Regions from separate parts of the Sus scrofa genome. Here regions 1 and 2 are each linked to region 3. A link is a contact called in public HiChIP or PLAC-seq data. All regions are on one chromosome and are shown on one strand. Each heading gives the region's core, a stretch centred on a gene start, on an enhancer-like site or on the middle of the called end of the contact. The rest is flanking DNA. Distances are from core to core; before and after follow the strand shown.

Region 1 (2,995 bases), core at 398-2,897, 1.0 Mb after region 3:
AAGATCTAGTACCTTGAGGATTGTAATTCCACTGTCTTTTGATATATTGCCTTGATTATGATCACTTAAATACATAAGTAATAGAAAAGAATCATAGCATCTATAAGAGAATGTTTGTAAAAATGTACTGGTTTTTAAAAAATTGTCAACAACACAAATATTTGGTAATTCCGTGTAATATGAGAGGCGTGAAAAAGGAAAGAAAACCCACAATGTCCTTGGTTCTGCAGACCATTTCACAGTTAGATTTCTTTTTCACCTGGTTCTGTGGTGCAGAGCGACTCAGCGTGGAGTCTCACCTGCGAACAAATTGACCATTAGCACTCAAAAAGAAGTCTGTGTCCTCACCCCATATAGTGCATATCAAAGCTTCGAGATGCTGGATGGCTCTGCAGCTCAAAGACGTGGGTTCTTTTTCCTTTTCCAAATACATTGTTTCTGCGGGAGCAACTTCTCTGATCCAAAGTACTTCACTGAGTGTATGCTGATGAATACAGTGGAGTTATCAACACTATAATTGTTTTCTCACTATGAAAGAGTTTGCAAAGATGTTTGTGATGATGTTTCAAGTATATAAACTCTAACTACATTTAAACAATATTTAGGTCCAGAGGAAATAAGAGAGCATTTTGCCGTGGGGCTATAGTAGAGGGTTTCTGGAATCTAGACAGGACTCTGAAGATACAACTTCCAACAGTTTTCCTAGTTAGTAAAAATCCTATTAATGTGAACCAGCCAGGAATAACAGTGTTATTTCTATTTGATATGGTTTGGGCTTCTCTTGTCAAATCTATGTCGGCTGCCCCTTGATCCCTCCATTATCAAGTTCTGAAGGGTGTTGGGGAAATTATGGCAGCTGCTAGGGAGATCAGGGAAACACTGATGTAACCTCACAGCCTCTCACCATTCCTCTTGGCGTGGAAAGGCTTTTTTTCCATATACATTTCTAGAAATATTGCTATTCTACCTTAGTATTTCACATTTGTAGTTTAAACAAGCGATTGTCCATCTGTTGCCTAGAGCTACAGTACATGTGTGTTATGAATGAAATATGACAGCATGTTCCATACCCTGCTTTAGCCATCTGTAGGAAACCAGGAGGCTGAAAAAGATATACCTCTGCAAAATATGCCTCAAGTTCATTTCCTGAGATCGCTCTTTTGGTGCACTTTCATGGTTGACAATCAAGAGCAGCATGTACTTGTGCCTTATTTTTAAAGCATCTTTATACTATTATGAATGCTCCACAGACGAGTCTGTCATGTAAATAACCATCCCCAAATCTCAAGGATGTACTCATCAAAAAGTCAAAATCCAGAGAAGTCTGAACTCTTTATCTTAATGTACTCTAATAGTATTTCTATTTGCTGTCTCTTGGAAGTATCTGGGAATATCTGAATTAGGAAAACATTCTTTTGCCATAAGGTGATGTCTTGGGTGTTGTTGGTGATTAGGTGGTCTTACTTAGTGATCCTACTCTAATTTTAGATAAACAGGACAGACAACTTCTGCTTGGGTCTTTAACACCCATTCAACATACCCGCTTTTTTAAATTGCTGTAATTTTTGGTTTGTCTGGTTTTGTTTTTGTTTTTTTATTTAATAATGGACAGAACAAGTGGAGGACCTTGGTTCTGAGTCATTACTGTGGTGTAATCATGGACATTTCAGGTCAAGTTATTTCCTTGACAGATAGCTTCTCTCATGAGGCTGTTTAGTTCACTTATTATTTCAAATTTTTAAAAAGTGATCTGATTAAAGCTGTGTGGCATGGTGAGAATTCTTCCTCCCTCTTTCTCTTTGTTTCCTTTCCTTCCTCCCTTCATTCCTTTCCATTCCTACTTATTAATGCTATCCTGCTTGGACTTTTTATAAATAAATCAACATATTATGATCCTTACAGAATTATGATCATATAAGGGAAGAATTGTATCACAAAATATATGCAGCATCCATAAATCCTTTTAAAAGAGCATATTTTCCAGATTGTGTTTATTCATAAAGTGAGGTGAGATAATAGAGTCTTTCAGTTTTATTTTAATGAGTTTTCTTCAGGGACTCAGATCATAGAGTTCTTGGCAAATTCATTTATTACTGTCCTACTTTTCTCAGCTATAAGCAAAGTGATCTTTCTCAGACTAGGTTAAGATTTTTTTTTTAAATCCAAAGCATTTTGACCAAGAAAACAATCATGTTTTTAAATGGTAGCATGTTATTTTAGATCAATGAAATTTGAGAATTTTCCTTATAGCAGGGAAAAACTATTATCTTTCTAGAATTTTTACACATATCAGCACTTTTCCAATGACAATATTAAATACTAATGCTTGAATCACAGTATTTTGCAGGAGTAGGTCAGCAACAGAGCTTTTCCCTAAAGCACAGATTACCAGCCCTTTAGTCTGTTTATAAAAAGCAACATGAGAAGAACAATCTGGGTCTTTCTGTAAAGCATTATCTTAAAATTTGGATCTGAGATTTTTTTTTTCTTTTGTCTTTTGTCTTTTGTCTTTTTTAGGGCCCCACCCGTTGCATATGGAGATTTCCAGGCTAAGGGTCCAATCAGAGCTGAAGCCGCTGGCCTGCGCCACAGCCACAGCAGTGCCAGATCTGAGCCACATCTGTGACCTACTCCACAGCTCACACCAATGCTGGCTCCTTAACCCACTGAACAAGGCCAGGGATCGGACCCATGTCCTCATGGATGCTTCTTGGGTTTGCTAACCGCTGAGCCACAACAGAAACTCCCTGGATCTGAGATTCTTTTGAACTCTGGCTAATATTGACCAGAACATGCCCTCTGTGTCATTTTATGTAAAGTCTCTTTGGAAAAAGCTTACAATTCTAGGAATGTATTTCCATTTTTGGTTTCACCCTTACTCCCACTTTCTATAAATTGACCTTGATTTTCCTTTTTTCAGAGGGTCACCTATACAGAAGGTAAAAGCATACCTAATACAAACATAATTCAATACATAAATGAATTTGCCCAGAAT
Region 2 (2,728 bases), core at 45-2,544, 1.1 Mb after region 3:
CAGAGACTCTGTGATATGGACATGTGACTTTCTATTGCACTTGTGTGGCCTGGATTAGGTCACGATGCTCATGAGAGCACTGGGCTCACTGTGGGTGCTAGGGGTTCCTGAGATGCTGAGGAAGACAAGTGTAGGCTTTGCCTCCTGGGGAGTTCCTCCCTACCCCGTTATGCTGAGGAAGGGCACATTGGTTGACTCACATCTAACTGATGGGAAAATGAGCATGGTTTTTTACGTTGCTCCGTTTCCAGGCCCAAAACTATTAAACCTACCATTGAGAATTAGCTGGCACTAGCAATTTGTCTGTGTGGGAGTGGATGGGGGCGCGGGGTAGGAAGGGGGAGGAGCTGAACCGGGAAAGGAGGGGGAAGCACATGTACAAAGCCTCCATGCCTGGAAATGGATGTCACTGAAGTGAAGTTCCAACCTGATGAGGGAAAGAGAGAGGCCATCAGGAAGCTGGGCTGTCTGCACTGACACATCCTGTGGCCCAGAAATACATCCCAGTTTCTCTCGCAACCTCAGTTTCTCCATCTGTAAAACAAAATGCTACTTTCCCACAGCTTGAAAAGGCCTGAGGTTCTTTTCAGCCATGGGGAGTTTTCTAAGGATGGAGAAAGAGAAAGAAAAAGACTTCCAGGCACTGTCCCATTCCCTAGGGTCCGGGTCTCCTAAATCAATTCTGGAACCACTGCCTGGCGATGGTGCGAGAGAGAGCCAGAGGATTCGTGTACGTCGGTGAGCGTGCATGCGTGACAGAGGGCTTTTAAATGAATCACTTTGTATCTAGCGGGGCAGCACCTGCTCCTCAGCCTCCAAAGGCAGCCGGAGCAACACGATCATTCAAAAGCTACCGCTTTCCATTCACGTCTATAATTAGAGCACAGGCTGCGGCTGCAGCTGGCGCTACAGGGGGACGGGCCTAGGGGCGGGGCCTATCCCCTTAGCCCCTCCCCTTCGTCCGCTCCCCTTCCTTCCAGCCGGGTGTCTCCAGCGGCCCCTACCTCAGCCCCGCCCTGGGTTGGGAGCTTGGCCCTCAGTCGGAGGATTCTTTCTCTTATTGCCTGGACGCCGGGGGCCTCCGCAGCCTCACTTTGGGGTCCCTCCAGTGCAGCAAATAAGCACCTTGGGGCTGCGTGTCCAGGAGGGCAGCTATATGTGGGGTGGCATCCCCCTCACCCCGCCCCAGCGCTTCGGCGCCCCGCCCTCCGGGCTCCTGCTCGCTCCCCCGCCCTCCCTGCGGCCCCTCCCAGCCACCTCTCCCTCTGTCGCATTACATAGTAATCTGAGATGCTTTGGATGAGCTCCAGGGAACAGAATGTACTTGGCAGAGACGCGGGGCTTGATGTCTGCAAAATGTCGGAAACGCAGCCAAGAGCTGCTAACTGGGTCATTAACCTCCAAAAGCAAAGCGAGGACTGTAGGCCCGCTCTGCCTCCCTTCATCTCGCCAATAAAAGTGCCTCAGTGTGAGGGGAAGAAAAAGCCCAAGGTTGGCTGCTTTGATTTCTAGGCACCAAAGGCAGACTCGGCCCCTCCTCCTGACCTAAGCCCTCCAGCCGCCCCTGCATCGGGTCCCAGTGTACAAGCAGCCTTTGAAAGGCTGGGCCTCCCCGAGGGGGCCCAGCTAGAGCCTCAGGAAAGACATTACCCGGCAGCGCCTCCCTACTGCACAGCCTCGGACGCGTTTTATTGGGTCTGAGAGGAAACCTGGGAGTGAGATGGGAAAGGATTAAGGGAGAAGATTCTAGGTCCATCCCAGACCTCACAACTAGAATGAAGGGTTTTGCCTTTCCTCTTCTCCAATGATGCTTCCCCTTCCTCCTCCTCTCCTCCCAGTCCACCTCCTTCCTCTCCTCATTGCCTTTCTGAGGGCAGGCTGTGTGGTTGCCGCCTGTGTACATGGCGGGGCTCCAGGAGACTTGAGCTCTGTCATTTGCTGTGTGACCTTGGATGAGTCATCCATTTGTCTGCTCCTTAATTCCCTTCTATGTCAATTGCTGGCCACAATAACACCTTACTGACCTGTCTTGCAAAATTTGTGAGGCCCAAATGTGAATGTCACTCACAAATGGCAAAGCTCTGCTCAGCGTCACAGATACAGAGATAGTCTCCCTCTCTTGACTCCTCTGATAGCCCCAAGGTCCCAGCTTCTTCTGGTCTTGTGTATACTTCTGAAAAATAGGAATATAAGTAGTCGCACTATGAAGCTTCAAAGGTTTGAATGTTCACAAGGGGATAGCCCCTAAAATCCACCCCCTGCAAGCTGTCCAGTCCTGTTGGATTACCAAACAGACACTTCCCCCTAACTTCCAAACCCACTTCTCCAGCGGCTGGATGGAGAGAGAAAGTGCTGAAACCAGGAGAGGTGTGGTGCAGTTCCTCAAATGATGAGACTCCCTCGCCTGTTGGAGGGAAGACAGTTGACCTGGTGAGAACAGCAGCAGTCTGTGGTCTGTGAGTCTGGACATCTGGGTAGTCTCACCCCAAGTCCAAGTCCAAGAAAGCTGATTTGTGCAACCTCACTTAGGTAAGGAGGACATCTCACCCTTGGTGGTGTCCACACAATTAGAATCAAGGCCAGCCCGGCATCAGCACTCTTCTGCCCTGTCCTTGCCTGGTCTCCCCATGCCTGCCACTGTCACCACAGCAGTTCCACTCTGCTTCCTCACCATGTTCCACAGAGGCCTGTGCTCCCTTGCCCCTGTGCCTTGGCTTCTTTTTCTTCT
Region 3 (2,963 bases), core at 152-2,651:
GAGCTTTCTAGTTTGCAAAGAACTTTCTCAACAGTTCTCTAACATGCTTCTCCTTGTGACCCTGAGAAATATGCTGTGATTATTATTCCAATTAGAAAGATGAGGAGACTGGGACCCGGGATGGAAAGGCACCAGCTGGGCTAGTGAGCTGCAGCATGAAGTTCAAGATGCAGTCGTTTAACTTCAGAGTGGTGCCTTTTCCCATGCTGTGGTGTTAATAAATACATTCATTGCTCCCTGTTCTGAGCAAGACCCTGAGCAAGCCCTTCCGCATATGCCCTAATGCCATCCTTGCAATGGCCCTGAGAGGTAAGTGTTGTTGCATTTCAAAAGCAGAAACGTTTTAATTCTGCCCCTACTTTTCTTTTTTCTTCTTTCTTTTTTACATAATGATTTTTTTTATTATAGCTGGTTTACAGTGCTTTGTCAGTTTTCTACTGTACAGCATGAGTGACCCAGTTACACATACATGTATAGATTCTTTTTTCTCACATTATCATGCTCCATCATAAATGACTAGATACAGTTCCCAGTGCTACACAGCAGGGTCTCACTGCTTGTCCATTCCAAAGGCAATAGTCTGCATCTATTAATCCTAAACTCCTAATCCATCCCACTCCCTCCCCCTCCCCCTTGGCAACCAGGAGTCTATTCTCCAAGTCCATGATTTTCTTTTCTGTGGAAAGGTTCATTTGTGCCATATATTAGATTCCAGATAAAAGTGATGTCATATGGTATTTGTCTTTCTCTTTCTGATTTGCTTCACTTAGTATGAGAGTCTCTAGTTCCATCCATGAAATCTTTCCAAATCTTTTCTTTTTTTCCCAAATATTTTATTGTGAAAATGTAAAAATATAAAGAATATTTAAACAAAATTCATATCTACCATTAGATTCTACTACTAATATTAGTTTTCTTTTTGAGGATACTGATGATTCCCTATGAGGCATGCTGGTTTAGGGGTTCATGCTTTACCCACTCTTTTGGCCCTTGGGAACCCCTGAGCCTGGAGTGTTACCTGCACATGAGCATATGCAGCTTTTCTAAAAATGGAAAATCCAAATTCATCTCTTTGCAAAAATCTTCCAGTTCCTCCTGCATTTGGCCAACCTCTCCTGTGTGGTGAAAGTCACCATTTAAATATGAAACCCAGCTCAGTTTCCAAAAATTTAATTGCATTATTAAGAATTAGTTGAAACTGGGCTTTGTCAATCTCTGAGGGGCAAGGCTGGGACTGAAGCTGACCAAACCATCAAGGCTGGCCAGAAATTCATTGCAATTGCTGAAATACTTAATGTAATCTGGGGCTGTGTTGGTTGGCGACACCACCTCCAGTACAGTGAGTACCCGCTGGGTAGGGCATAGTTCTAGGCTCTCTGGGGGAAATACAAATTAGTGGCTAGAGAGAAAGACTGGCTTTACCACGGATCCAGTGACAAGTATGTCAAAGGCCAAAGAAAGATGATCAGGCAAGAGCTGGTAAAAATTCATAGCCAGCCCCACAGCCGCAGGCAGCAAGAGCTGGATTCCCAACATCAGCTTTCTTTGCACTTGTTCAGTCCAGGAGTCAGGTAGGAAAGATCCTGTGTTCAGCCCTGTTGCCTTCCAGATTTGATTAAGGCTCTTAGGAGAGTCATGACCTCAGCCTGGAATGGCAACACAGGAAAAAGACAACAAAAAAGAAAGAGAAGATGACTAAAGCATTTAGTGCAAGAGGAGGGGCGATGGATGGAGTGAAAACTGGGAAGTTTCCACTTGATTTTCAAGGCCACGGGTATAATGAAAGGCCTCATTTTCTTGTGCTATTGTTAAGCCTTTCAAAAGAGTCTCCTCTGCAAGCCTGCCCCCAAACCATAGGTCTAGGATGATTTCTCTCCATGCCTTTTGGCTTGGTTTGCTGATTTATAAAGGGGGAAAGCAACTGCTACCTTACAGGTATTCTTTTGAGGATTAAATGTGGTAAAGCTCAGTAAATGGCTCATTAACATAAATGTATAGAAAATAGACTGTTTGATATCCTATCCAGCTAGCCCAGCCATCTGGTAAAAAGTAGGACCAGACAGTTAGACTCATGTAACAGAAATTTGGAAATCATCTGATCCAACACCTGAATGTGGTAGATGAGAAGGGAGAAAGCAGCAAGTGCTTCCGACCAAGGGTGCAGAGAAAGACAGAGGCTGAGGAGGGCTTTGTGGGTGTGGGGAGGAATGAGAGACAGAGCTTTGCTGAACCCCTTGTGATATAATCTAAACTCATAATGAAGAGAGACATAGGCAGAGTCTGCATTTCAGAAGTCGAGGCTCAGAGTTTCCAAATGGAAGTAGTCTCCCTCAGATCCAAGAGCTAAAAAGCAGATGAGGGAGATTTAAACCCTGGCTGAGTTCAGAGCCCATGCTCTTGACCTTACACCATCTCACCAGGTTTTCTGCTTCCTTGCAAAGACCCATTTTTCAAGGTTTCCGTAGCACCTTCAGAAAAGAGGGGTGGCTTGGGAAGGGGGTTGTTTTTATGTTTTTTAAAGTCTGTGAATCCCTGTGGAACCCTTCTTTACACAGCTCAGTTTTACAATCTAAGATGTCTAAGTCCACAGGCTGCCCCAGGCCTCTTTCATCCCTAACATTCTCGGTGTTTCACACCAAAAAGAAAATGGTCCTCCTTTGCCTCCAAATCCAAGTAGTCCTTACCTACAAAAATGGCTTCTTTAAAATCATCTGCCTATGTTATTTATGGTTATCTGAGGCCCGTGCAAAGAGACTCACCTTCCATTTCCTTCCCCCAGGACCTAGTAGGTGCTAAATACACTTTCTAGTACATTTTTCTTTTCTTTCTTTCTTTTTTTTTTTTTAAGAGATGCACCTGAGGCATGCAGGCTAGGGGTCGAATGGGAGCTGCGGCCACCAGCGTATGCCACAGCCACAGTAATGCGGGTTCCAAGCCGCATCTATGACCTACACTGCAGCTTA

Evidence for each region. HiChIP or PLAC-seq counts read pairs in DNA pulled down with a chosen protein or histone mark.
Region 1: an H3K27ac HiChIP or PLAC-seq map of alveolar macrophages shows a contact between it and region 3. The contact joins two enhancer-like sites.
Region 2: an H3K27ac HiChIP or PLAC-seq map of alveolar macrophages shows a contact between it and region 3. The contact joins the promoter of TPRG1 here to the enhancer-like site in region 3. A contact is called at or near these places in 5 of 5 promoter capture datasets (fetal liver, fetal skeletal muscle, liver and 1 more), 13 of 47 Hi-C or Micro-C datasets (blood, embryonic fibroblasts, fetal heart ventricle and 6 more) and 2 of 2 datasets of contacts at active chromatin or transcription factors (alveolar macrophages and skeletal muscle).

What each region holds. Positions count from the first base shown.
Region 1 is chr13:126,465,889-126,468,883 of Sscrofa11.1, forward strand. LPP (lipoma-preferred partner) reads left to right here. Exons shown (of 11, transcript XM_021071250.1): 11 at 1-2,995. Among named protein-coding and RNA genes, the nearest start is that of TPRG1, 63 kb to the right of the region's middle. Within about 2 kb of position 1,648, at least 2 of the 83 cell types and tissues checked have an H3K27ac peak or open chromatin away from gene starts, as enhancers often do. A contact at or near this core is called in alveolar macrophages, where this site is marked.
Region 2 is chr13:126,528,667-126,531,394 of Sscrofa11.1, forward strand. TPRG1 (tumor protein p63-regulated gene 1 protein) reads left to right here and starts at 1,295. Exons shown (of 7, transcript XM_013982282.2): 1 at 1,295-2,529.
Region 3 is chr13:125,418,285-125,421,247 of Sscrofa11.1, forward strand. The region is part of intron 3 of LOC106508008 (a long non-coding RNA gene); the gene reads left to right. Among named protein-coding and RNA genes, the nearest start is that of BCL6, 30 kb to the left of the region's middle. Within about 2 kb of position 1,402, at least 2 of the 83 cell types and tissues checked have an H3K27ac peak or open chromatin away from gene starts, as enhancers often do. A contact at or near this core is called in alveolar macrophages and skeletal muscle, where this site is marked.